Regions from separate parts of the Mus musculus genome. Here regions 1, 3, 4, 5, 6 and 7 are each linked to region 2. The links are chromatin contacts, called in public Hi-C and HiChIP or PLAC-seq maps. All regions are on one chromosome and are shown on one strand. The core of a region is the stretch at or near the end of the contact, and the rest is flanking DNA. Distances in the headings are between cores, read along the strand shown.

The links. A called contact is a pair of places that touch in the nucleus more often than the background predicts. HiChIP or PLAC-seq counts read pairs in DNA pulled down with a chosen protein or histone mark.
Region 1: a Hi-C map of CD8 T cells shows a contact between it and region 2, with 2.1 times the contacts expected there. The contact joins two enhancer-like sites. A contact is called at or near these places in 2 of 15 datasets of contacts at CTCF or cohesin (the NIH/3T3 cell line and large pre-B cells), 27 of 484 Hi-C or Micro-C datasets (CD4 T cells, CD8 T cells, DN3 thymocytes and 16 more), 21 of 115 datasets of contacts at active chromatin or transcription factors (acute myeloid leukemia, bone marrow-derived macrophages, cardiomyocytes and 16 more) and 1 of 9 other capture datasets (embryonic stem cells).
Region 3: a contact with region 2 is called in an H3K4me3 HiChIP or PLAC-seq map of craniofacial prominence, with 4 times the contacts expected there. The contact joins two enhancer-like sites. A contact is called at or near these places in 2 of 15 datasets of contacts at CTCF or cohesin (large pre-B cells and pro-B cells), 2 of 484 Hi-C or Micro-C datasets (muscle stem cells and palatal mesenchyme) and 13 of 115 datasets of contacts at active chromatin or transcription factors (bone marrow-derived macrophages, cardiomyocytes, craniofacial prominence and 9 more).
Region 4: a contact with region 2 is called in an H3K4me3 HiChIP or PLAC-seq map of craniofacial prominence, with 5 times the contacts expected there. The contact joins two enhancer-like sites. A contact is called at or near these places in 2 of 15 datasets of contacts at CTCF or cohesin (the NIH/3T3 cell line and large pre-B cells), 17 of 484 Hi-C or Micro-C datasets (B cells, CD8 T cells, LSK cells and 9 more), 17 of 115 datasets of contacts at active chromatin or transcription factors (acute myeloid leukemia, bone marrow-derived macrophages, craniofacial prominence and 13 more) and 2 of 9 other capture datasets (embryonic tail and embryonic trunk).
Region 5: an H3K4me3 HiChIP or PLAC-seq map of embryonic limb bud shows a contact between it and region 2, with 2.8 times the contacts expected there. The contact joins two enhancer-like sites. A contact is called at or near these places in 3 of 15 datasets of contacts at CTCF or cohesin (CD8 T cells, large pre-B cells and pro-B cells), 21 of 484 Hi-C or Micro-C datasets (CD4 T cells, CD8 T cells, DN3 thymocytes and 14 more) and 21 of 115 datasets of contacts at active chromatin or transcription factors (DN3 thymocytes, astrocytes, bone marrow-derived macrophages and 15 more).
Region 6: a contact with region 2 is called in an H3K4me3 HiChIP or PLAC-seq map of embryonic forebrain, with 2.7 times the contacts expected there. The contact joins two enhancer-like sites. A contact is called at or near these places in 2 of 484 Hi-C or Micro-C datasets (embryonic somatosensory cortex and neural progenitor cells) and 2 of 115 datasets of contacts at active chromatin or transcription factors (astrocytes and embryonic forebrain).
Region 7: a contact with region 2 is called in an H3K27ac HiChIP or PLAC-seq map of heart atrium, with 7 read pairs. The contact joins two enhancer-like sites. A contact is called at or near these places in 1 of 484 Hi-C or Micro-C datasets (the HL-1 cell line), 10 of 115 datasets of contacts at active chromatin or transcription factors (bone marrow-derived macrophages, craniofacial prominence, embryonic basal ganglia and 7 more) and 1 of 9 other capture datasets (embryonic stem cells).

Annotation. Positions count from the first base shown.
Region 1 is chr4:98,038,921-98,042,031 of GRCm38.p6, forward strand. Nfia (nuclear factor I/A) reads left to right here. Exons shown (of 11, transcript NM_010905.3): 7 at 2,631-2,759. Among named protein-coding and RNA genes, the nearest start is that of Gm34218, 17 kb to the left of the region's middle. Within about 2 kb of position 1,466, at least 42 of the 459 cell types and tissues checked have an H3K27ac peak or open chromatin away from gene starts, as enhancers often do. A contact at or near this core is called in CD8 T cells, DN3 thymocytes, Th2 cells and 4 more, where this site is marked.
Region 2 is chr4:97,749,089-97,752,504 of GRCm38.p6, forward strand. It overlaps Gm38709 (a long non-coding RNA gene), which reads right to left. Exons shown (of 5, transcript XR_003955232.1): 5 at 1,559-3,416. It also overlaps a transcript of Nfia not described here. Among named protein-coding and RNA genes, the nearest start is that of Gm38709, 27 kb to the right of the region's middle. Within about 2 kb of position 2,158, at least 334 of the 459 cell types and tissues checked have an H3K27ac peak or open chromatin away from gene starts, as enhancers often do. A contact at or near this core is called in CD8 T cells, DN3 thymocytes, the STO cell line and 10 more, where this site is marked.
Region 3 is chr4:98,180,358-98,183,504 of GRCm38.p6, forward strand. It overlaps the pseudogene Gm12691. Among named protein-coding and RNA genes, the nearest start is that of Gm34784, 56 kb to the left of the region's middle. Within about 2 kb of position 1,859, at least 16 of the 459 cell types and tissues checked have an H3K27ac peak or open chromatin away from gene starts, as enhancers often do. A contact at or near this core is called in craniofacial prominence, where this site is marked.
Region 4 is chr4:98,222,162-98,225,231 of GRCm38.p6, forward strand. It overlaps the pseudogene Gm12691. Among named protein-coding and RNA genes, the nearest start is that of Gm34784, 98 kb to the left of the region's middle. Within about 2 kb of position 1,335, at least 23 of the 459 cell types and tissues checked have an H3K27ac peak or open chromatin away from gene starts, as enhancers often do. A contact at or near this core is called in craniofacial prominence, embryonic limb bud and embryonic tail, where this site is marked.
Region 5 is chr4:98,079,051-98,082,378 of GRCm38.p6, forward strand. Nfia (nuclear factor I/A) reads left to right here. Exons shown (of 11, transcript NM_010905.3): 10 at 2,675-2,766. Among named protein-coding and RNA genes, the nearest start is that of Gm34784, 45 kb to the right of the region's middle. Within about 2 kb of position 1,476, at least 16 of the 459 cell types and tissues checked have an H3K27ac peak or open chromatin away from gene starts, as enhancers often do. A contact at or near this core is called in the STO cell line, craniofacial prominence and embryonic limb bud, where this site is marked.
Region 6 is chr4:97,279,844-97,283,239 of GRCm38.p6, forward strand. No RefSeq gene overlaps it. Among named protein-coding and RNA genes, the nearest start is that of Gm40207, 140 kb to the right of the region's middle. Within about 2 kb of position 1,483, at least 7 of the 459 cell types and tissues checked have an H3K27ac peak or open chromatin away from gene starts, as enhancers often do. A contact at or near this core is called in embryonic forebrain, where this site is marked.
Region 7 is chr4:98,141,627-98,144,714 of GRCm38.p6, forward strand. No RefSeq gene overlaps it. Among named protein-coding and RNA genes, the nearest start is that of Gm34784, 17 kb to the left of the region's middle. Within about 2 kb of position 1,430, at least 17 of the 459 cell types and tissues checked have an H3K27ac peak or open chromatin away from gene starts, as enhancers often do. A contact at or near this core is called in heart atrium, where this site is marked.

The DNA.
Region 1 (3,111 bases), core at 216-2,715, 290 kb after region 2:
TCAGTATAGTTGGTTCAATGCCATGATTCCAACAGTGATCCCATTGTTCAAAAAACTGAAATAAAAATCTTCATTCTTCAAAGTTTTGAGATTTTTCCACTTCTGTTCTGTCTCTGTGTCTTTCCTAACATGTAATTCTGGCATTTGACTGACTTTAAAGTAGAAGAGTAGGTAGCTCAAAACTTCCTTTGTGCAAAAGAGGTTTGAATGACTTGGGAGATTGGTCAACACTTAAACGTTTTATTATTTATGTTTTTATTTGAAGGCCTTCCCCTACTGTAGTTGAATCCTAAGACCTTGCTTGGGTCGTTGTCAGTGATTGTTCACCTATGACCTCAGTGTACCCTAGCTGTTAGCACACTGGTACGGTATGGCCTGTGACCTTTGCAACAAATATAATGGATGCAGCTACGACTGGCAGATTTGTTTTTAATTCAGATCGATCAAACAGGGGTTGACCTAGAATGGATCTGACTTAGGAGTATGAACAGCATGAAATCACACAGCTACCCATTGTGTACTTGCATCTGACTAGGAATATACTAACTAATTTGTTCTTCTCTTGAGATGAAAATCATGAGTTTTGTTATATCAAAGCATCTGTGTGTGAAGTCACAGGTAAAAGTGCAAGCCGTACATGGAGTTTAAAGAAGAGAGAGGGAGAGGGAAGGAGAGAGGGAGGGAGAGAGAGAGGGAGGGAGGGAGGGAGGGAGAAGGAGAGAGGATATTTTGGGACCCTTCGGTACATTTTAGACTCTTTGATCAACATATTTATATTAGAGAAGACCTAAACAGACACACTTCATAACCAGATGCATTTAGATAACATTTTATAGGATAATATTAATCTCTGATTTTAAAAAAAAACCAAAACATGTTTAGGAATAGCCTCTCTACATAAAAATACTATAGTTCATGGTACTAGGAATTACTCACTGACAGTTACATACTAATATCAATAGACCAATTACTTATTTTTCTAGTTTGCCCAAGTAAATCTCAGATAAGAGTAGACAAAACATAGGTATACATGTTTAAATGACTTTTTTTTTCTTTTTCTGATGCAGTACAGACCAATTTTATGCTGGAAACTTGAGATCCCAGATTTGTCCTGTGATAAGGAGATTTGACGTCATTTCCTTTATTATATGTCCAAACTTCTGTTGTCTTACCTGGCACGCCCCCAAATGAATAGATGACTCCAGTTGTGCCTGTCAGCACAGTTGCTGAGAACACCACAAATCCAGTAATTACAAGGGACTGTTTTCCCATTCTTCCCCCAGTATTTTTCTTTCCAATGCATTTCCTAAGTTTAACATGCTGTGAAAACCCTAGACACTGTAGAAAATGCTATTCTTTAAGACACGCTTTTCTTATGTTTTCTTAGCATAAGGGTGATATATGTTCATCATAGGAAGGGCAAGTAAGCAAACGGAAGCCAGCAAACCACAAAAAGTTAACTCACTGAGGAGCCGCGGTTACAGTGTACGCACGGCTTCCAGTTCTTTCTCTGCATAGAAAAAAGGACACAAATTATGTTGTACGTTCTGTGATTGATGTACTACAACACCCCATGTTGTAATTGGCTTTTCAGTCAACATTATATTATAAATATCTCCCATGTTGTTATTCTTTTACAGTAGTCTTTTCATTGGTTAAACCATATTTACTGAACCAGTCCCAATTGCTTGTATTTTAAGGATTTGGGGTTTTTGTTTTTTTTTTTTTTTACTTTTATCTTTTCTTTTCCTGTTCTATAAATAATTCACTGAAAGAACATCTGAGCTGCTATTATCAAGGGCATTTTTATGTTAAAAAAGCTAAATTATTTAAAGTGTAGAAAAATGCTTTGGTGCTGAAATAAGGTTACTGACAAGACAAAATGATTGCATGCGAGGCTGCCTTTGTGTGCCTAGGCAGCCTCCTTTGTAAGGGTCCCAAAGGTCACAGACACGTGACAGAGTCACTGGAAAAGTTGAAGCGTGTGGAAGTCAGATTTCTGTTACTATAACAAGTACAAAAAAAATGGAGCTTTCGAAAAGGTCCTAGAAGATCTAGTTCATGATCAGGTAGACCTCCCAGGTCGTCCCAGGTAGACTCACTAGTGCTTGGCAGCAAGGCAGGGAGAATATAAGTAAAACTGCTTGTCTTTAGCCAGGAAGCAAGAGAGAGCGAGAGAGGGAGGGATCGGATCCCAGGAACTCACTCAGTAGTCAAATAACCCTTGACCTGCCTCTTAAAGGCTCCCCCTGCTCCCAGGAGAACCACTTTGGATGTGAAGATTTTAACATGTAACACGCAGGTCTTTTGCAGAGGACACTGAAGACTCAAGATACAGAACCCCCCCCCCCAATAGAGAGAACACCAACTGTCCCCAAATGGACTACGATTTGAAACAATAAATTAAAATAACTTACAGAACCACCTGAAAGGGGGGCCATTCTGTTACTGATTTGCTCCTGTGACAAATTCAAAGCAATTTAATCCAAATTTCCAATTGCAGATGATCCCATTTTATTTCTTCACCCCCCCCCAACCCCCCGCCACTCTCTAAGTGTTGTCTTTTTGGGTCACACAAGTTGTTGCTCTGTAGAGTAAAGTTACCTCACCAATCACCCCCTTCTTGCCAGGCTTGCCATCTCCAAGCACACTGAAGAAGTCTGAGAAGTCTGGTTTCAGCAGCCCCTCCCCTTCGCAGACCTCCTCCCTGGGAACAGCATTCACACAGCATCACCGACCTGTCATTACAGGACCCAGAGGTGAGTCGCTTCCCCAGAGATCCATAGGGTCTACATCATAACCTTGAGATCAAAGTAGCAAAGTGGGGAGACAGTGAGGACTCCCTGTAACTATTCTGAGGCAATAAGTGATCTAATTCTTATATTTGAGAATAGTCTTAGAATTTTAGGGACCAAAGAGTTTTTGGCATCCAATCTATTGCTCTAAAGTTAAAAGACACAAGCCTTTTTGGTTTGAGGGACAGTAGACCAAAATCAAATGTGCCCTCAGGCTATATGTGTGCACGCCTTGTGTGTAGGTGTTTGGTGAGTGGTTTTTCCATGTGGCCAGTTGCCTATTTTTCAAGTGACAAATGTGTTTCAGTCTCCTGTC
Region 2 (3,416 bases), core at 908-3,407:
AGTTTTTAACACGTTTAAGAAGACTGAACTCAGGTCAGACTTGTGCACCAATAATGTATAGGCCAAGCCATTCTCTCAGCTTTGAGGCCTTTTCGCAAGTTCGGTTATTCTACCAGTGTAAAGGAGGTGCTGTGGGTAGGAATGGTGGTTTGGGTTTTACGCTTTGATGGATGAGAAGGGGAACTCATGCACAATTTTCCACAATGGTAACCCCAAAATGCTGAAAGTAGTATAATTTGCTTCTCTATGTAATCCAAACCTTTCATTATGAAATGCCACTACAAAAAAAGAAAGAAAGAGAGAGAGAGAGAGAGAGAGAGAGAGAGAAAGAGAGAGAGAGGAAGAAGAAAGAAATGTCACTACTATTACATGGATACAAAGAAATGACATATTTGATATATGGGGGAAAGTGCAGTGTCGGCCTTGAGCTATATAGCTCGATGATAGAGCACTTGCCCAGCATGCATGAAGCCCCAGGGTTGAGCTAGGGGCAAACTCAATGTATATATTCTCATAATAAGGGCAACAGAGCCCAACTGCTGTGGTTTAGATGCCAGGACATCAATTGCTATATTAAACTAAACTTTTCCTTGGGCTGTTTGATGAGATTTGGCTGTGTGGGCCGTGAGGTAAGCATAGACTAATTATATTGATAGAAGTATAAGTCAGTCTGTCTCTGGCTTTTCCTACTGCCTCTGTGCCCTGCTCTTTCATCCACTGTCAAGATTTTCTAAGGAAACACTGCAATCATCACCACTTCTTGGGCTGCAAGAGCGAGCCTCTGTCACCCCTTCAGCATGGCACAACCACTAAGGAGCCAAGTCCCCTGCCTGACTTGGATTGAGAACTTTTACAAGTGTCCCAACACAGGTGCCAGTTGAAGTCACTTTCATGTTGTCAGAGGAGGGTTCTCTGCGGGCCTGCTCTGCTGATTCTTAAAATGACTCCCTTGAAAAATAGGCAGGGAAGCCAATAGCCAGCCTGGAAGCAACTTTCCCTGTGGCTTTTGCTTCAGTTCCTATCTTCAGGTTCTCACCCTGCCTTCCCTTACTGATGCACATAACCTAGAATTGTAAAATGAAACAAACCCTTGCCTCTCCAGCTCCCACAAAAGTGACTCCCTTGACCTCCCTGGCCCTCCAATCCCCTTGGGAACTCACAGTTCTTCTTTTCAGAGGTGCTATGAAAGACAAAACCTGTCCTCCTATGTAAAACACCTAATCTGATTTCGAAGAACTTAATACTACTACATATCAAAAGCAGGTTCAGAAACAGACTTGAGTCTGCTGAAGTTGTAGTTATAGCTTTCACCTCTGGATTGTATGTCTTCATCTTTACAGTGGGAATAATGTATATCATATATGGTTCTGACGTTCATGTGGTAATTAACAATTTATAAAGTAAAATGATAATTAAGTAGTCACAGCCATCCACTAATATGTCTCTTTTGTCTATGAGGAGATTAGCCAGTGCTCAAATCAGCTATTGGGGCCACTTGGCTGCCTTTCTCGCCTCTTCCTCCTAGAGACCTAATCTTTCATGGAACAGGAAACACATATGCAGTGTCTTTAAAGTTTTATTTCTCGGAAGATTTTTCCCCCTTTTAGAAATAGGTGGGAGCTCTTAACATGGGCAGTTTCTCACCTACTTTATCTCATTAATTTAGAAAAAAAAAAAACTCTCACGGTTATAGTTCTGAAGGGGAAGAAAAAGGAGAGTGAGTGACGGAGCAACTTGTCCAAGGTCACACAAATACTCTTCCTAATGAAATTGACTGCTGCTCTCCTTGGCTGAAACGTGGGGGAGATACTGGGTTCAAAATCCAGCCAAAACCATTAGAGCGCGAACAAGTCCAATCAGAGCTAGTACTGTTCTGTTTCCCAACTTCTTCACGCCCCCAACGCAAATTTTCGGTATGGTCTAGTCTGCTGTTGCCTGCCAACAGACCTGTTGGTCTGGATTGATTACAGAGATGAGATGGCTGTGCCCAAAATCCTGCCTTGCTTAGGAAAGGATCTCCAGCCTTCTCACCAACGTGCTAGTTGGAACTCGACTGTAGGTGGCGCCCTGCTTCGCTTAGGGGAACTTGAAGGATGAGGACCCGGGTCACCAGCTGCCTTCTCTTAAAGGAAAAAAGTCTTTTTCGCCCGGGACTTCTCTCCCGCTCCCCTGGTGTGGGCGGAGCGGAGCGGTTGCGGTTAAGCAGCACTTCTCAAGAAGTAGAGCCTAGTGACCGACCTCTGAGCGCTTCCTGCCCAGCGTGGCGCTCCTGAGCCGTGCTTGAACCCCAATCCTCCCGCGGCCCAGGCCGTCCTCACCCTTCTACCCCTTCCCCTAAAGTCAGTAATGAGATTAAAGGGCTGAGGACAGTGTGGTTCCTAGTGTGACCCTGTGATTGAGAGGAGGGGGAGAGTCAACTTTACAAAGCTCTAAAAGGCCAAACCTCAAAAGACTTGCAAGAGAAAGCAGCAGGGTGCACCTGCATGGCCTGTTTAGGAACAAGGACCGCCTCCTCAGGACCCGGTATCGGCGCCCTGTGCGGTCTCTTCGTGCTCTTTCTTCCCTCTGGCTCCGGCCTGACCCTGAGCTTTTTCGTTGCAAAGTTGGGTTCCCATATTCGAACCCCATCTTGCACACGTTGGGGTGTACGCGATGGAGCTGGGTGTTGGGGAGTGATCACACCACAGCTGATCTGGGAGCACTTCGGGAGGCGAAGCGGAGCAGGGAAGGAAAGAGTGGAGTCAGTCCTACAGTGGCTGAGCGCTGAGTGACCGGGTCATCGGGATGTCCCGTGGGGTGGGAGGACGCGTAGGGCGGCGTCAACCTCCGGCCTGGGTTGTTCTGCTGTGGCCACAGGCGGACTTGTCCTGTGCGCGGGTCCCCTCTTGAAGATCGACCGAAGTCCTTCCTACGGCAGCTGTGGAGGGAACTCTGGGGGAATGATTTGCTCCGACTGCACTTTGAGAAGAAGACTTTTTCTCTTAAGAGCTTCTGAAGTTGAACGGTGTGGTTAGGGGGAGTCGTGGGCGTCCTCTGCTCGTTACCAGCGGCCTGGGACAGGCCGGAGAATTGTTAAGTGGGTTAGCGAGGCTGGGAGGAGGAAAAGTGAAAGCGGAACTGGATAAGGGAGGAAAGCGTACAGCTACTGAAAAGAGTGTTGGAAAAAACACACTGCAAAAAGCTTATTCTTTTACTCAGTCTTTCTTTGATCGGAAAAAAGTAAAACATACCTGACTTGGATTTTTTCCCCCTACCAATTAGAACCTGTTACACTTTCCCAAGTCCATAAAAGAACTGCAGAGATAAATTTAAATAAACAATGGCAATGGGGTATGTACAGTTGTGACACTTGGTTGCAACACCATTTAGTGACAGCTTTTATCTTGAGAAAAATAGGGATGTAACTATTAATCTCT
Region 3 (3,147 bases), core at 609-3,108, 430 kb after region 2:
TAGTCTCCACAGACACAAATCCGCTCCTAGGAAAGCGCCCAACTCTGTCTTCTTCGTAAAACGTGTCCAGATGTTTCCAACATGTCACAGTGAAAACTTGACACGAATGTTCCCAGAGCTGAACTGCAGAGACCAAAGGGAAGAGGGGGGAGAGAGACAGGAAGGGAGGGGGAACGACTATGCACACATGAGTGTGAGTGTTTGCAGGAGCCGTGGAAAATGCGCATTCCAAAAGCGAAGCACTGGGCACCCAAGGAACTTGAATGGGAGCTTTTGTAAGAGAAACTGGAATCAAACAAGCGTCCCCTTGTCACTTGGACCCTTATCTCAGGGGCCAAAATGGTGAGCAAAACCCAAGCATCTCTCTTCCCACCTCTGTGTCATCACTCTGCCCACACATCCCCAAGCCTGGCTAAGGGAGCTGATAATTTGAGTCTGGAAGACACTGAAAAAACAGTTCATTTTCCCAAGACTTTGAAAATCAGCAATTAAAACCATCTCCAATGGCTGGAGAATTAATGCATTCCTTTCCGGCGAGACTGATAGGCTGTGGAGGCAATAACCCCATCTTGTTAATATACATTGGAACATTTACTCCTTATTTCTCCCTATCTACCTGTCTTATCTATCTTTATTTAGACTTTTACAAAGTAGTTACTGAATTGTGTGCACCAGTAAATGCATTAACTCGGTGCAATTTCATGGAGATTTATGCACCTGCAATGTTGAATATATTAAGTTCCCATAAAAGCTTGGCATTTGGGCTACGTTCTTTCCAAAGACCCTATGGGGTACATTTTTAACGTGGAACATGCGATAGGCAGGAGCCAAAATCAATGCGTTTAAATTATTAAAATTTTAAGCAGTGGGTACAGAATGGATCAAGTATTATAAAACTTACAGTCCATCCATTTACTTTCAATGTTCATTTTTAGCCTTGTGCCTTGCCACGGAAACCATGAGGATAGAGAGCATGCAACATCTCACTTACAGCTGACATAGGGAAGGGCTCAGAAATATGGACCCCCTCGGCCTCTAGGCGAGATTTATGTGGGGAAGATCACTCTCCTCAGAGTGGGACTGCAGGTGAGTGGCAGGTCTGCATTATAAATGCCCGGGGTAACTATAAAAACATAAATGCTATCAGCTTATTGATTTTTTTTTCCTTTCTTGAGCCCACAAATTAGAAAAGTCACTGCTAAAAATCACCGGTCTATCCACAAATTTTAATTAAAGCATAAATAAATCATTTTAGTTGCTGCACTTGCATATAAACAAAGGGAGAGATGGCATCCTCACAAATGCTTGTCAACATTTGGTGACTAATGGCTCACAGTGAAAATACAATCTGAAGCGACAGAATTGAAAGCAGATTCTGAAGCTAACTAATATCACATGCAAACCATCCAGGGCTATTATGGGAACGACACTAATATCACATGCAAACCATCCAGGGCTGTTATGGGAACGACACTGAAACCGCACATCAGGTTTTGTAAGAGGGTGCGGGGATGAGGATAATTCTGTTAAGCAGAGCAATACTATTTTTTTTATTAAATAAAGTGAAGCTCTGTAATGAGATATTACAGCTGCTGCACTTTTGCCACATGATGAGAAATGGATACCTCACCCCTCCCAGCAAACTCTAACCGTATGCTACAGTAATTCCAAATGTTGACTTTATTCCTAAATAAATACACAGCAAGAACAAATAGGAACAGGGTTTTAGAAAACAGGGGCTTAGGAGGATGCTGTGAACAGGCCTAGATCCCATTACATCAAAAAATGGAAGTCAGGATGGAGAGTAGTTAAGGAATTCCCGGGGGATTCTGATCTTGGCAGGAGCTCAGCAAGCTGATACCAGCATCCACGTTGTGCTCTAGCATTGGGGGAAATGTGTGCAACGCTTCTCTCCAGGCTTAGAGAGACAACTCCTCTCTGCAAAGTTTCTGGATTCTGGGGTAATGCAAGGGAGCGAGGCACAAAGGCTTCTCTGTTGCCACACAGAAGTGGCATGAAATAAAGGACCTGTGGCCAGGACATCTCCATGCCGGGGTCTATACTCAAGAAGACGGGCATTGTTTTGGTTTGCTTGCTAGACTGAAAATTCAGAGAATAACAGGAAGTGCATGGTCTATACTAATATGCTATTTTCCCAGTGTTCGTAAAGTGAGGAATATAATTTGTTCTTCATTCTCTCATTCAGTCAATTAGCAAACATTTGTCGTGTACACACAAATCTCAGGCATAATGTTAACTAAGAAAAAAAATTTATACATTTAAGAACCTGTTCAGTACAAACTTAGACGTAACATAAAAGATGCTCCGGGAGACTAAAGACAAACTGAACACTGGGAGAAAAGAGATGGTGGTTGAAGATTGCTTAACAAAGGCACGAATGTTCAGGCTGAACCTTGTGATGTGGCTGTGCATTCTATAAGTTAAAAGGTGCAATACATTTTCCAAATGCCTGGAAATTAAGTAGCCTGAAAAAATTATAATATTTATATATGAAATTTTTATTAATTGCTTTTAAAGGTCTTATTTAAAACAAAAATAATTTGAAAAAGTGATAGCAAAATCACAGAGAACAAAAGCCCAGGTTTAAATTCTAGCTTTGCCACTTACTGTCCTGGAAACTCTGGAAGATTGCTTACCTCCTTCCTGGCTGAATTTTTAACCTTTCAAATGGGAACAGTAATAATGTGTGTGCTCCTCCAAAAAGTAAATGAAAGTCAGAACCCTGAAAGCGTTCATCTCGCTGCCTATTTATGAAGGCATTGTCTTGACCATGCACATTTTATAGTGTGCAGACACACGTTCACACGTGTGATCCCTCGCACTTGCAGAGATCATTATAAATTTACCTAATGGCAAGTATTGTCAAACATTGGTGTGTTGGTTATCATGTCAGGCACTAAGAATAGATAGTAAACAGGAAAAGGATTCTTGCTCTCAACCTGCACACCGCACCAACTCTGAATGTCACTCTCCTACAGAGCTTTGGAAGTCAGCAGGCAGAGCATCATACGTATCGTCTTCCCCAAACCTTCCCCTCTGCTCTCCAGATCACATTGTGCTATTACTACCTAGCTCCTTGTATAACCTATACAGCACTCCTGATTCTTCTTTCTCCCACCCTTAAGT
Region 4 (3,070 bases), core at 85-2,584, 470 kb after region 2:
GGAGGCATGAATGCCCACACAACGTCTTCTTACAGAAGGCAAGTGAGCATAGTACATAGGCTGCTGATACAGGTATAGCTAGTTATCCCTGACCTTGGGCCAGAAACTGGGTTCCAGGAGATCAGCATTTTGTATACACGTTCTCATTCAGTCCCCACAACAGTCCTAGAAAGTGGGTATGGGTTTTTTTCCATGCCCTGTCTATAGAAGAGGAAGTTAAAAGTCAAAATATTGCTAGAGTTTGATGTGAACTATCCTCCACAGGTTCATGTGTGTGACTACTTAGTCCATCCACTGACCATGTAGTTTGGGGAGGTTATAGATCTTCCCACATCCACTGTTATGAGCATGGAGTATGGCCAAGATAACATAAGTGAATCCCTTAAGGGTAGGTCTTAAAGGTTATATGTGTTTTTAACTGAGGTCTCTGTATCCTGGCCACCAATATGTGAGCCATTCTGACACAACCCCACCATCGTGAATTCTGGTGTGATAGGTTTGAACCTGTGAGCCAATATAAATCTTTCCTCTGTTAAGTTTCTTCTGTCAGGTATATTATTACAACAATGAAAATAAACATCTAATACATTAAGCAATATACTGAGTTAAACACTGAGCTAGAAGTCCAGACTAAGTCTACCTGATCCAAAGACAACAGGTTTTTTGCTTCTGCTCCTAACAGTGTAGGGCTTCCCATTTTTAACTCCATTGGTAACTAGTTTAAAGAGTCTTCCACCTCACCTGTAGCAGCTGATTCACTTAAATGATGGACCACATCTGATTTCTTTTCTTCCTTTCTGACTGCTGATGTTTTGTTCTTTGTCTGAGTCCCCAAAGAAAGATTATAAAATGAGGCCTTCCTTCATGTGCCTGGCAAGTCACAATGATTAGCAGTGGAGAGAAAAAAAAAAGCAAACACAGGCTTGGATACTGTAGGCCGCTCTCCTTCCAGGTAAGGATGACCAAAGAGAAAACCTCTGAGTCTTTCTCAACTGATACCACACTTGAATAGCTGGTCTTTTTCCTCTTAATTGTAATCTTAGGAAACCCTCTGGTTTTGTCCTACTGTTAAAGGGAGCAACGGAAGGAAAACTGAAAATGAATGTGGCCAATATTATTTATTTGGATCTGCTGTCCCATTAGCTGGTTTATGGTTTGAGTGCAGAGTGGTATTTAGTACAGAAACGGCATTTTCTTTGTTTTATTAACTGGGAGTTTAATTGGTTTGTCCCCTTTGGCTCAGCTTGAGAAATGGCTGCATCTTGCATGCACACACTGTACATAATAATAGTGCAAACAAAAGCCAGACATCTGCTCACCAGACCTGCCCCTGCGTCCTCCTCAGCACGGAGTGAAGCATCTCCGGCGAGTCTCCAGTTGGACTTTGCAGGAATGTTGGATCTCGGCAGTGGTTTCCCTCTCACCTTTCCTGCGCGTTTATAGGAGCCTTTGAAGTTCCTCTGAACAAACAGGGTCTCTGTGTTTCACTTATTTCTGAGCCAACCCTGGGGCCTTGGTTCCATCAGCTCCTTATTAAGTGTTTAGTAATTTCAGTATCCACCTTTTGGTCTTGCTCGCTTTTCAAACATCTGGAAGGAATTAGCTTCCAGGCCTCTGTACCATACCTATTTTGTAGTTCTGGAGAGAGTTGTGTGCTAGGGGATGTTGTTGCCCTTAACGAGCTTTCTTTATGGCGTTTAACTGTAAAAGGTCCCCCTCGTTAATATTAATAGACAAAGAGAGAGCAATGCCACTCCACCCTTATTCCGCAAGAGCTGTATTCAGAGCAAGACCTTCATGCTGAAAAGGAGAGAGAAAACATGAAAATGGGGTGGAAGTACAAGGTAAATGAAGGCATTATAATAGTAGTAGGGCCAAGAGCTTGAAAAGGTTTGAATCTGTACCCATTCTATTCTAGAAGCCAGCCTTGTGTGGCTTTTGAGCACTGAAAATGAACCTACTAAAGACCAAAGTGTTGCCAGATATGACACTATACCTGCAATCTCAACACTCAGGAGGCTGAGGCAGGGGGCTTGCTGAAAGTCTGAGGATAGCCTGGACTACACAATGAAACCTTGTCTCAAAAAACCAAAACCAAGCAAAAAAGAGTAAAATTTAAAATATATGCTCGATTTTTTTTAATTAAGCATTTAGAGTGCAAAGGCTCTCATTAGGCATTTTATATAATTATATTCTGAAAATATAATAGTTTGGAGGTGTTATATTAAATAAAAAATACTACTACTTTTCCTCATTCCCTTTTGATTCTTCACTGAAGCTATTAGAAAGTTTAAAGCTACGTAACTAGGTCGTAAATGTGTCTTGCGCCATCTCTCCCTGGACAGGGGGGCACGAGAAGACTGGACAGATTGTTAAACAGGATTGAAGTAGGGCCTGAAGGATTCCTTTCACTGGGGATCCACAAGCATCACACGGCTGAGGCTGCTAAAAAGCCTCCCTGAGAAGGAGCCACAGTAGATTGCAACACCCCGGAGCAGGCAGCTGGAAGAAACTACGTATTCATAAGGTTGTTTTGTTGTTTTGGTTTGTTTTTGTTTTTGTTGTTTTCAAGACAAAATTTTAGAATCAGTTGCTAAGTGCACTAAGGAACAAATAGGAAATAAGTAGATGATTACAGGGAACTGCCAGAATTAGCTAAAAGCCAAACTGACTTCATTAAATGCATTTCCATTTTTAATTAAATGACTAGACGGACAAATCTAGGGAATTATAGAAAAATGTCTGGTTTCAGAAAACTATGAGACAAATTCCCTAACGTGGCCAAATTTCATACACTTGTACTGGATTGGATAATAGGAGGTAAAACACAGCTGGTTCGAAATCCGTGTCATACAGAGTCTTTAAAAATCTATTAATAGGAAGACATGTACAAAAGGTCACAAAAGTGAAAATTTAACCAAATTAGAGACCAAACTCATTTCTCAAAAAGCAATGTGTCATTTAGGAGGCTGTGGCATTTAACTATCATAAATGACACTCACTATGTTCATAGGCACTACATAAAGTAGTTCTGCTGGAAAACAACGTCCACAAAAAAAAAGATTTTCTT
Region 5 (3,328 bases), core at 226-2,725, 330 kb after region 2:
GTTCCCTTCTTTTCTTCCTCCTTCCCTCCTCCCTCCCTTCCTTCTCCCCTCCTCCCTTCCTTCTTCCTGTCTTCCTTCCCATCTTCCTTCCTTCCCTTGCTTTTTTCTATGTCTGTAAATGTGCCCAGAAGGTACCTTTCTGTAGAATCATCTTTCCTAGGTATAAGAGTACAGCTTAGGCTCATACCATTAGGTTCATACCTCACGGTAATGAGTATGAACACACTACCACTTCTCTCACCACCACTGCCTTTTTTGTTTATTTGTTTAATAAGCAGAATAAACTTTGGTGTTTGAGTAGCCCTTTGGAGCATTAAAGGCATTCTGGGTTGTTCTGAAAACTAGACTGTGATTTGTCTAAACAAAGGGAAATAAACAGTGATTCCTTTCCTAGTGATTCTGGATAGCTAATTTGTCCTACCTCATTCTTTTCTCTGCGTCACTAAGCCCAGGGTCTGTCTCTTTACCATGGAGTTCATGTATAACACAGAATGTATACTTTGTAAATGTCCTGCATCCTTTAATTTAGATGATGGAAGGGAAAAAACAAGTTAGAAGTAACAATGTCAACATTTAAGCCAAGTCAAATTAGGTAATAGGACATAATAAAAGACCTTTCCAACCCGAGCCACTGTGTTGTGAGCCGTGTATCAGTGCACACATACACACCCTAGTAACATGCATGCTGTGGTCAGTTAGTGTACTTATTGGGGATGTCACTGGTATGGCAGAATCATCCTCAGAAATATTGCTGTGTGCCTATGATAAGCAGCTGTCCAGTGCACACTGTTCCACCAGGACCATCAGACTAAGAGCTTGTGCTTCAGTGTAACATGGGACACATAGTTGTAGAACCCAGACATACATCCGTGTACTTCTGTACCTGGGCAAACCACCTGACTGTTCACAAATGGCCTGATGGGTCCGATAGATCAGTTCAGCATTACCATCCTCCTGACTCTCCCCTCCCTTCTTCTTGTGTCCTAGAAGCAGGTAACTATACTTCTAGGTAACTATAATCCACATCTTTCAATATACAGACCTCCTTTGATATTTCCTAATATGTATTAAAGTAAAGCCATAGGCTAAAGGTAAAAGAAACACAAACTTACCTGGTGTAGTGGCTGAATGTAGACTTTGCTCTCAACTCAAACTTCCTGGTGTAGAAGGTAGCCCAGAGGAAATGGTCAGATTGCCATGGTTAGTATGACACAGAGCATCCTTGTCCTTTTATACAAAACTATTAGTGGATGAAGGCACCTAGAAAACTCCTACCCTGCCCTCAGAGGGCCTTTGGCTTCATCTTGTGCTCAACAGTTTAACTGGGTTACAACTATACCATGTGACCATCACAGACCTGTCTCTTGCCACCATCATAACCAACAGGATTTGGGTCGAATTGGTAGGAATGATAGCCTTATGTGGGCTTGAATAAGAAGCAGGAGCAGTCTCCCGAGAACTCAAAGAGAAACAGGTGATGTCAATAACAACACAATTGCCCCGTTAGAAATTCTGAGCTGTCTGTGTTTTCTTTAGACAGTGTGTATCTAGAGTTGGTTTTTAAGAAGTCTTTTATAATTTAATATTTTCAGACTAGCTCATCAGTTGAGGACATGTACTGCTGCTCTTACAGAGGATCCCAGTTTCGTCCACAGCACAGATGTCAGGCAGTTAACAACTGCCTCTAGCTCCTGTTCCAGGGAAATCTGACACCCTTTTCTGAATTCCTTAGAGGCATTCAGTCACATGTACATATTTATACACACACATCCAGAGAGAGGAAAGAGACACACAGAGAGAATGAAATGAAAGTCATAAATAACAATCTAGAGATTCTAGGACAGAGAAAGAATGTGAACTAAATTTTTGGAGTTTGTGGTAAAGTGAGTTTAGGGTACAGCTGCCTAAACACATATTTGGGCTTGCAGCTCATGAAAAGCCCCTGATTTTCTTTTCTCTAGCAAAGAAACTCCTAAACACAAAATGACAAAGCTCCCATGTCCAGTGAGGAGAGTGAACTCTAAAGTAGTAACCAAGGCCCCAGAGCAACAGCTCAGTTTATCTTCTGCAGAAGGGTCCTGGGAAGGGACAAGTGGTGGCATGGAGGTTTTAAGCATACCTGGGCATCGTCAAGATTCTACACGTGCTGTATGGCCTATAAAGGCTGCTTGCTCTAGCTGGGTTTTCACCCCTTTCCTGGAGAACCCCTTCATTCCTTCCTTAAGACTCCTCTGCCCTCTCTACCTGTGGAGGCCTAGAAATGGTTTGGGACTCTAACAAGCATAGTGGATGAGAGAGCATGGCTGTAAAGTGATCTGTGTTCCCCCACATCCTACCCTGTTCCTTTCTCCCTGTCACTAAGACCGGGGTCTCTCTCTCTACCCCAGAACTCATGTTTAACATACAAAGTACACTTTGCAAATGTCCTGCATGTTCTAATCTGAATGATGGGAAGAGAAAACAACTCCGCTAAGCACCAATTGGATGCCATTTAACCCCCAGCGGTTCCCGGGAGCCAATCCCTGCCCGCCCTTCCTCTTGCTAGCCAGATCTTTTGCTAGCTACAGTGTTTGCATTAATCAACTGCGTAGGCTCGGAGACTGTGTGTTTTGGTGTTGTTTGTGTGTGCAATCTCGTGCTGCTTCCTGAACGCATGTGTCCCTTCCCTTCACAGCCTACTCGACACCCAGCACCTCCCCCGCAAACCGATTCGTCAGTGTTGGACCACGGGATCCAAGCTTTGTAAATATCCCTCAACAGACACAGGTGGGCCGCTCTCAACTTTTCTGTATGTGGTGCAGCTTGTTTTATTCATCAGGTGCAGTTTGATGTGTCTTGGGGCACACCAGGTCACACATGCTCCAGCTCTCTCCAGTTCCCTTCCTCCTGACTCCATCCCCCGCAGCCCCGTAGCCATGTTCTGTGTTCTTAGAAACCATAAGCAATATCCCTGGGATCCTTGCTTATGGGATTGGGGTAGGAGAGGAGTTCTTCTGGGCCAGACTGCTTTTGCCATGACAAAATAAGATTGCTAGGCTGGACAGTGTGTATTCCCTCTTTGTGGCAGCCATGGCTCTGTAGTTATAAGCAGACAGACAAGCTTCCCCACAGAACCTGTTTTCCATGGTATTGAAGCAGCCACTGGGAGACCAGCCACTCCTCTCATTTTATGGCCCCAGGAAACTGGTAAACTTTCTAAAAGGGGCCAGGGCCTGGGACAAACGGTTTCTAAGCTCTTTATTAAGTTCCTAGTGTTAGGTCCAAGCAGGTGACTGATGGGAAACTAAGGTCCTGTAACTGGGCAGTGCTAAGCAGAAAGTCATATGGA
Region 6 (3,396 bases), core at 233-2,732, 470 kb before region 2:
GTAGACCATATAAATTCAGGGCTTTATTCAGTTGGAGGAAAGCCAGTACACTTATCAGCTCTACCCAATAAACACATGTGAGTAGCCACTGAATGTCTTAAAAATGCCCGAGGTTAAGTCTCCGTAACAAGAATACAAATACAAAATATTTGCTTTGCTACTTCCCTTTAATATGCTCATTTCAGTCATGACTAACCAATCACAGACAACTTTTACACTAAGCAGACAGCATCTTCAAGTCCTTTTCACAGCCTTTCATGAAGCCACTGTAAATCCTTAAGACTTGTCAGGTTTTCTGTATGCATCCTCCTTATATGGCATTATTCTGCACACACCACTCTCCTGAAATTTCACATCTATGCATTAGGCACTTACTTAGCAGTTACTCTGTCTTCCTGGCCACGAAGGTAAGATACAGAGAAAGAAGTGCAACCTTGTTTACCTGAAACACAGAATGACGAACTGCTGTGTAAAGTAGGACAGACAGGAAAAGTATTGGGGAAGAGAAGTAAATGAGGGTTTACTTTTGTTCTGTGTGTCCACTCCTCTTCCCCTGAGTGCGCCTAAGATAGAGCTAGAAGATGTGAAGATAAAAATGGGCACATATCGACTCTACACCTTCTGAGAGCTCCTACTGCCATGATTTAGTCTCTTTGATTTTTCATTGGGGGGATGTTAAATGGTAACTTTTGAAACACTGGGGAATGTAATGTGGCTAGGAACATTTGTATTGGGCCTTAAAGGGCTTAACATATTCTGTCAGAGAGATGATAACATCCAGAAAGGGGGGGGGGGGAGAAGTGCTCTGAGCCAATACATGGAAGGATGAAAACTTTCTGTCCTTGCTGGTTTGCCACCTCCCAGGCTGAGACAGACGGACAGATTCAAAAACAAAGCCTGTGGCCAAGCAGAATAAAGCTAGGTCAAAAGAAGATGGTGAAAGATGCCAACAAGAGAAGCTGTTCTTCATTGTTTGGGACCTTTGCTAAAGCATTTTTTCCCATCAGTCACTGCTGCCTGCTTGATCATTAGCACCCGAACATCTTGTTTGTTTCCACCAGACGGAAGTAATATACAATTATGCAAATCACCTTAACTCCAAGTAAGGAATCACAGTCCAGTCAATAATGTTGATGCATTATGAAAGGGCAGTTCCTCCTGGAAGAAATAACATCAAGAGCCCATCATAAGCAAGCATTTTGAAGCCTGTGGAGGACTAGTCCCTACAGCACAATCTATTATCATATTTCCACATAATTAGTTTGTTTTCCACTTGAAATCAGAAAACGATTCGACATTGTGTTCCCTGCCTCAGGATGGAAGAGCATTCAGTGGAATTCTCCTGTGAAGGCTTGCATTGTGAATAATTAGTGAGAATTAATCAGTGGAAATTAAGTTTGGAATATTGTCCTACTCATGAATAGTGCATGGGGCAGTTTGGTAGAGGACAAGGAGAGTCACACTTCCATGGCAGGCAATCACAGATGACTGCTGGCAACCCATTTGGTAATCAGTGCTGTACCAGCCTGAGAGGTGCATGTGGCTACAGGCTGTGAAGAACAGTCAACTTTTTATTTATTTTTGCAGAATAAGGACGGGGTTCCAGAGACACCTCATGGTGTGTTCATTGTGGTTTTTCTTTGTTAGACAGGCCACAGAATTAGAGGGGCATTAGCTATTTTAATCCTTGCCATTATTCTTCCTCTTTGATTCTATTATTCCCATTTTACTAGGAAGAAAAGTGGGCTTTAATACAGCACAATCATTGGCTAATCAGTAGTGGGTAGATTGGCACTGAAATCAGAATGCAGGACTAAGAAGGCTAACTCATGGGTGAAAATTCCAGTATAGATGGAATTTACTCAATGCAAGTTTCAACTTTAATTCCTAGATCAGTTTCCCCAAATGAAAAGGGGACATATTGAATTAAATTCGGCATGTTTTTAAAAAACTTGTCTGAAAATTCTACAAGACTGTATAAATGAATCCTTCCCATAGTACACTTTAGTAGGGACACTAAATACCTTAAGCTATTAATCAGGACACTTTCTTGGAGGTCTGACACATTGATACTTGGAAACTCCTGCCTTGAGAAAATTCCTACCCATGATTGCAGGATCAAGCCATACGTTCCTCTCTACTCCAGCCCTGTGGGGTAGTTTTCTCCAGCTTATGGACCTGTGAGTAGACTGGAATGGGAAATTTGTAAATGATCAGGGTTAATGTCTACAATTATTAAGTAACCGGAAAAATGGAGCGGCAGGAACACACAGCAGGGGAACATTTTTACATGCAGAAAGGGATGATATTTCTGTAGATTACTGTACAGCTTTGGTTTTCAGGTCTGCGGTACACTTGAGCTCATACTGATTACAGTTACCAGAACAATATGGTCACCAGAACTGTCAATTCTCTCTTTTTCCTTTCCTTTCTATTCTTTTCTTTCCCCTCTATCTTTTCCTTTCCTTTTCCCTTTTTTAAAAATATCAAGCATTAATATGAAATTTAATATAGGAAAAAAGTATGGAAAGGTAGAGCATAGCAGCTCACAGCAATCTTAAAGGCTTTTCCTTTTGACGTTTTGTGTGTGCTTTCCTCTTCAAAAGCAAATGTGAAGGAGGGTGTGTTTTCCATAATAAATACATCTGCAATTCTGACTTTCTTTTTTTCACTTAAAGTGCTAAAATAAGCACGTGTCAACTGTTCTAAACACTATAAGAATTTTAATTTCTTAAAAGGCACAATTGGTATACATAATATTAATTGTTTTCAGCTTCAAAAATCACCTTTTGTTCCTTTCTCAGGCAGAGCCATTTCCCATCCAACTGCACATTTCCCTCTCAGGCATCTGTTGAATTTGGAAGAGGTTTCCAGACGGAGTTGAGAAATGGTCATTACAGTTAAGCTGCAACTTCAATCTTGAAAATGAATGAATGGATCCGGTCCAGTTCTTTGGCTGGAACCCAGTCTTTAAAATCCAGCAGAACAATGATTATATGGCTTCGTAGCCAGCTGGTATCAGACTTGGGCAGGGAGAGTGTCAAAATATTAGTGACTTTTTTGCATTTGTCAAAGCTGAGGCCAATACAAGAAATGCAGACAGCTTGCAAATGTGGATTGAGTACCAAAGGGTGTTTGTGTGTGTGTGTGTGTGTGTGTGTGTGTGTGTGTGTGTGTGTGTGTTTTAATCTTGCCCACCGGATGTCAACATTTTCTTGCTTTATGAATATATCAACAGCAAGGATATCCTTTACTTTGAATATAAAAACCGATATAGATTTATCACTAATTCATCAACACTAATTTATTATACTGGGGCAATTTACTCAACTGGAATAGTGGAGCCCTCAGCATTTCCACTGGAATCCCTCCTCTGCTTTCCTGGGTCTGTAATTC
Region 7 (3,088 bases), core at 180-2,679, 390 kb after region 2:
CATGAAGCTTAACCTGTACAGAAATATGTCTCACTTACACCAAAGAAGTTCTTATTGAAGTACAAATTGAGTGTAGCAACATGTATTTTTGTGTAATCTGCCCATCTTATATTAAATTGAATATATCAAAATACAAAGATGTGAGCAAGAAGATTCTCGTACTGCTGGTAGAAGATATTCAATCTAGCAGAAAAAATAAAACCCTAAATATTTTCAGACAGTATTGAATAATTGCATGAACATGAGGGGTGAATTCCGGTGTTCAGAGTTGCTCAAATTTACATCCAACCTAATGTACATCAGCAAGAATACTGGTTAAATATAAGAACGTTTACCATAGGATCTTGGGGGAGAATGCTTGGGTCCAGGTCCTGATGACACAGGATGCTGGCCATGAGATTCTGAAAAGGGTGACTTCATTATCTATGCTTCCAACACCACATTTGTAATGTAGGATATAAAGTCTATAAGCCATTAAGCAGATCGTGTGCATGCAGCTTGTATGAGATAGCTTGACAGGGAGGAATGTTCAAAAGGAGACTGCTATTATTATTATTGCCATAATCCTTATTGCAGAGTACTATGGTATCATTAAAAAATGTCTCTATAGATTTATATTTATTAAGACGTAAAGACACTCTCATTACAGAAGAGAAGGACCACGGTCAGAACTCTGTATACATAGCAATTTCTGAGCAGATACAGGGAGCAAAGCTACTCCTCTCTCCTTTGAAAGGCTATAGAAGTAAAAGCACACAGAAAGCATCCAAACTCAGACGTAACTAACACTGTATTACAAGAGAACAGACATAGACTATAGGAGGAAAGGTCCAACAAGACAGAGCTGTTTCTCCTGAAACCTGAAGATTGTGTGGAGTTGTCCCGTCAGGGTTGAGTGAACACCTTGGGTAAACAACACCTAGGAATTTCTCAAGGAGGGGATATTTGGGCCAGTTAAGGGGGATCTAAATCAAGGGCAACATGTTTAGGTTCTAGATCACAAGTGGGGAGGTCATGATATCTGAGGGCAAGTTAGCTTTGAAAGCTATGGAAAGTTAAATGGAGTAGGGTTGAGTTGATGGGTTCTTATCCCAAGGTATCCGATAAAAACCCTGCTTCTGGCATCTTTGTTTACTTGCTCAACAAGATTCAGAATTGAATCTGGGAAAATGAACCTGGAAAAATCCCATTGCCTAGATTAAAGCAATGTTTACCCGGGAAGGAACAACAACAAAAAGTTCCCTTTAGTCTCCCCTTCTGCTGTTGAAGAGTTCTCATGTCTGCCTAAGACTCTGGGCCATCCAAATTCCACTGTATCCAGGGAGCCTGTGTCAATCTAATCTTTCCCCATTCCCTCAAGGCTGTAGACAGCAGTTGCTGCATTCCCCTTGGGAAGGTATTTCTCCAGACTGTGGCCAGAGGAGTGTCCTTTGCTCTCTCCCAGGAGACAAAGTTAGGGAGGGAGAAGGAAAGTCACACATGATAAATCTGCTCCAGCATTCCTATCTCACAGAGTCTTTGGATTCTTTCCCTTTCTCCATATCAAGGAATTTATGACGTCTCAACTCTGGTTAATGTTGGCACCACAGGGTCCAGGTTTCTGTCAAGCAACTGAACAAACAGTGGTTCCTGCTCCCAGCTGCTCTTAGGTAGCCACATGGTCTGTAAATGGCCATGCCTTCAACCTAGTCCTAGTCCATAAGTCTGTCCCTCTGGCCTTAGTCCAGAGCCTGTAACATCCACTCCTGCACATTTCCCCTAGAGTTATGAAGGTGCCAATTAAGAGAATATGACAAACCATTTGTTAGAGTTGCCCTTTGTTCCCAAGGGCAACTCTAGGTGTTCCATTTCCCACCACCCCTCAAAGTACAACAGACCTTCTTCATTCTGCTTGACCATTCTCTCATCCAGCAGAAAAACAAACAAAGAAACAAACAAACCATAAGCTGTTTGTCAAAACAGAAGATTTGTATAATTTAAGAGGGAACAACTAAGAGTTTAGGTAATAAAAAATATATATATGTACATAGTATGTATCACAATATTACTGGTTTTGCTTGGGTATATTTTGATTTTTAATTAATTATGGTTAATTGTAATTTTAAAACCAAAATTGTACCAGTCAAAGAGGTACACATCTGTGATTTCATCACTTGACAGGCCAAGCAAGAGGATGGCCAGTTCAAGGCCATCCTGGGCTACATATACAGCTTCCCAGGTAGCTGGGACTCTATAGTGAGAGCATGCCTCCAAAGGCTGCAACCAACCAAACAAACAAAACCAGAAGGACCATGTGAGATAGTGACGCTTTCACAAACAGAAGTATTCTACAGAGGCAGAAGGCCATGTGTTAGAGATTTAGTAACACCCCACTGTTGAGAAGTAGATTGGGGTGTTAGCAGTTTATGCTTCATCTTTATCATGTTTTTATTTATTTCACAGATATTAGAAGTATTTGAGGCCCCTGCTAATTATAAATTTTAAGAATTATGAATTTTAAGAAGTTAGTGAGTGTTTTTAATGGGTCTTTTTCAGACTAACTAGCACTGGTCATTTCCAATTTCATTGGTTTTATTGGCTTTAGTGCAACTCTTTCTGTTACAGTGGCTGAACTGTTCTATTTCTGCCCACCTTTGGCTGATGAATCTTTAATGGAGTTGGTGTTGGTTTGTTTTTCCTGAGTGAAAAGGAAAAAAACATTGCTCTTACTCATGTTTGGAGAAAGCATCAAAGAACAAGAGAGGCTCAGCAAGTAGCTCAGTGGTAGAACACATTCAGAGCATGTGTGAGGAGCTGGGCTCTAGCCTCACACGCGCACACACACACGGAACATGTATGAGGAGCTGGGCTCTAGCCTCACACACATACACACATGGATGGGATTTGATTATCATTAAAGTCTTGGATTTCAACTATCAGTGCATGAAATTCTGATGAATCTCTGAAGCTGTGTGCTTGTTTCTCAAACACAAGGTAAAGGCAGATAAACCTACTACATCTGCCCAGTCCAAACAAAGCAGCAAGATGCAGTACAAGTGTGATTCAACCCTGATCTCACAGTTCTGTGGCTTTGTTTGGCTTCTGTCTG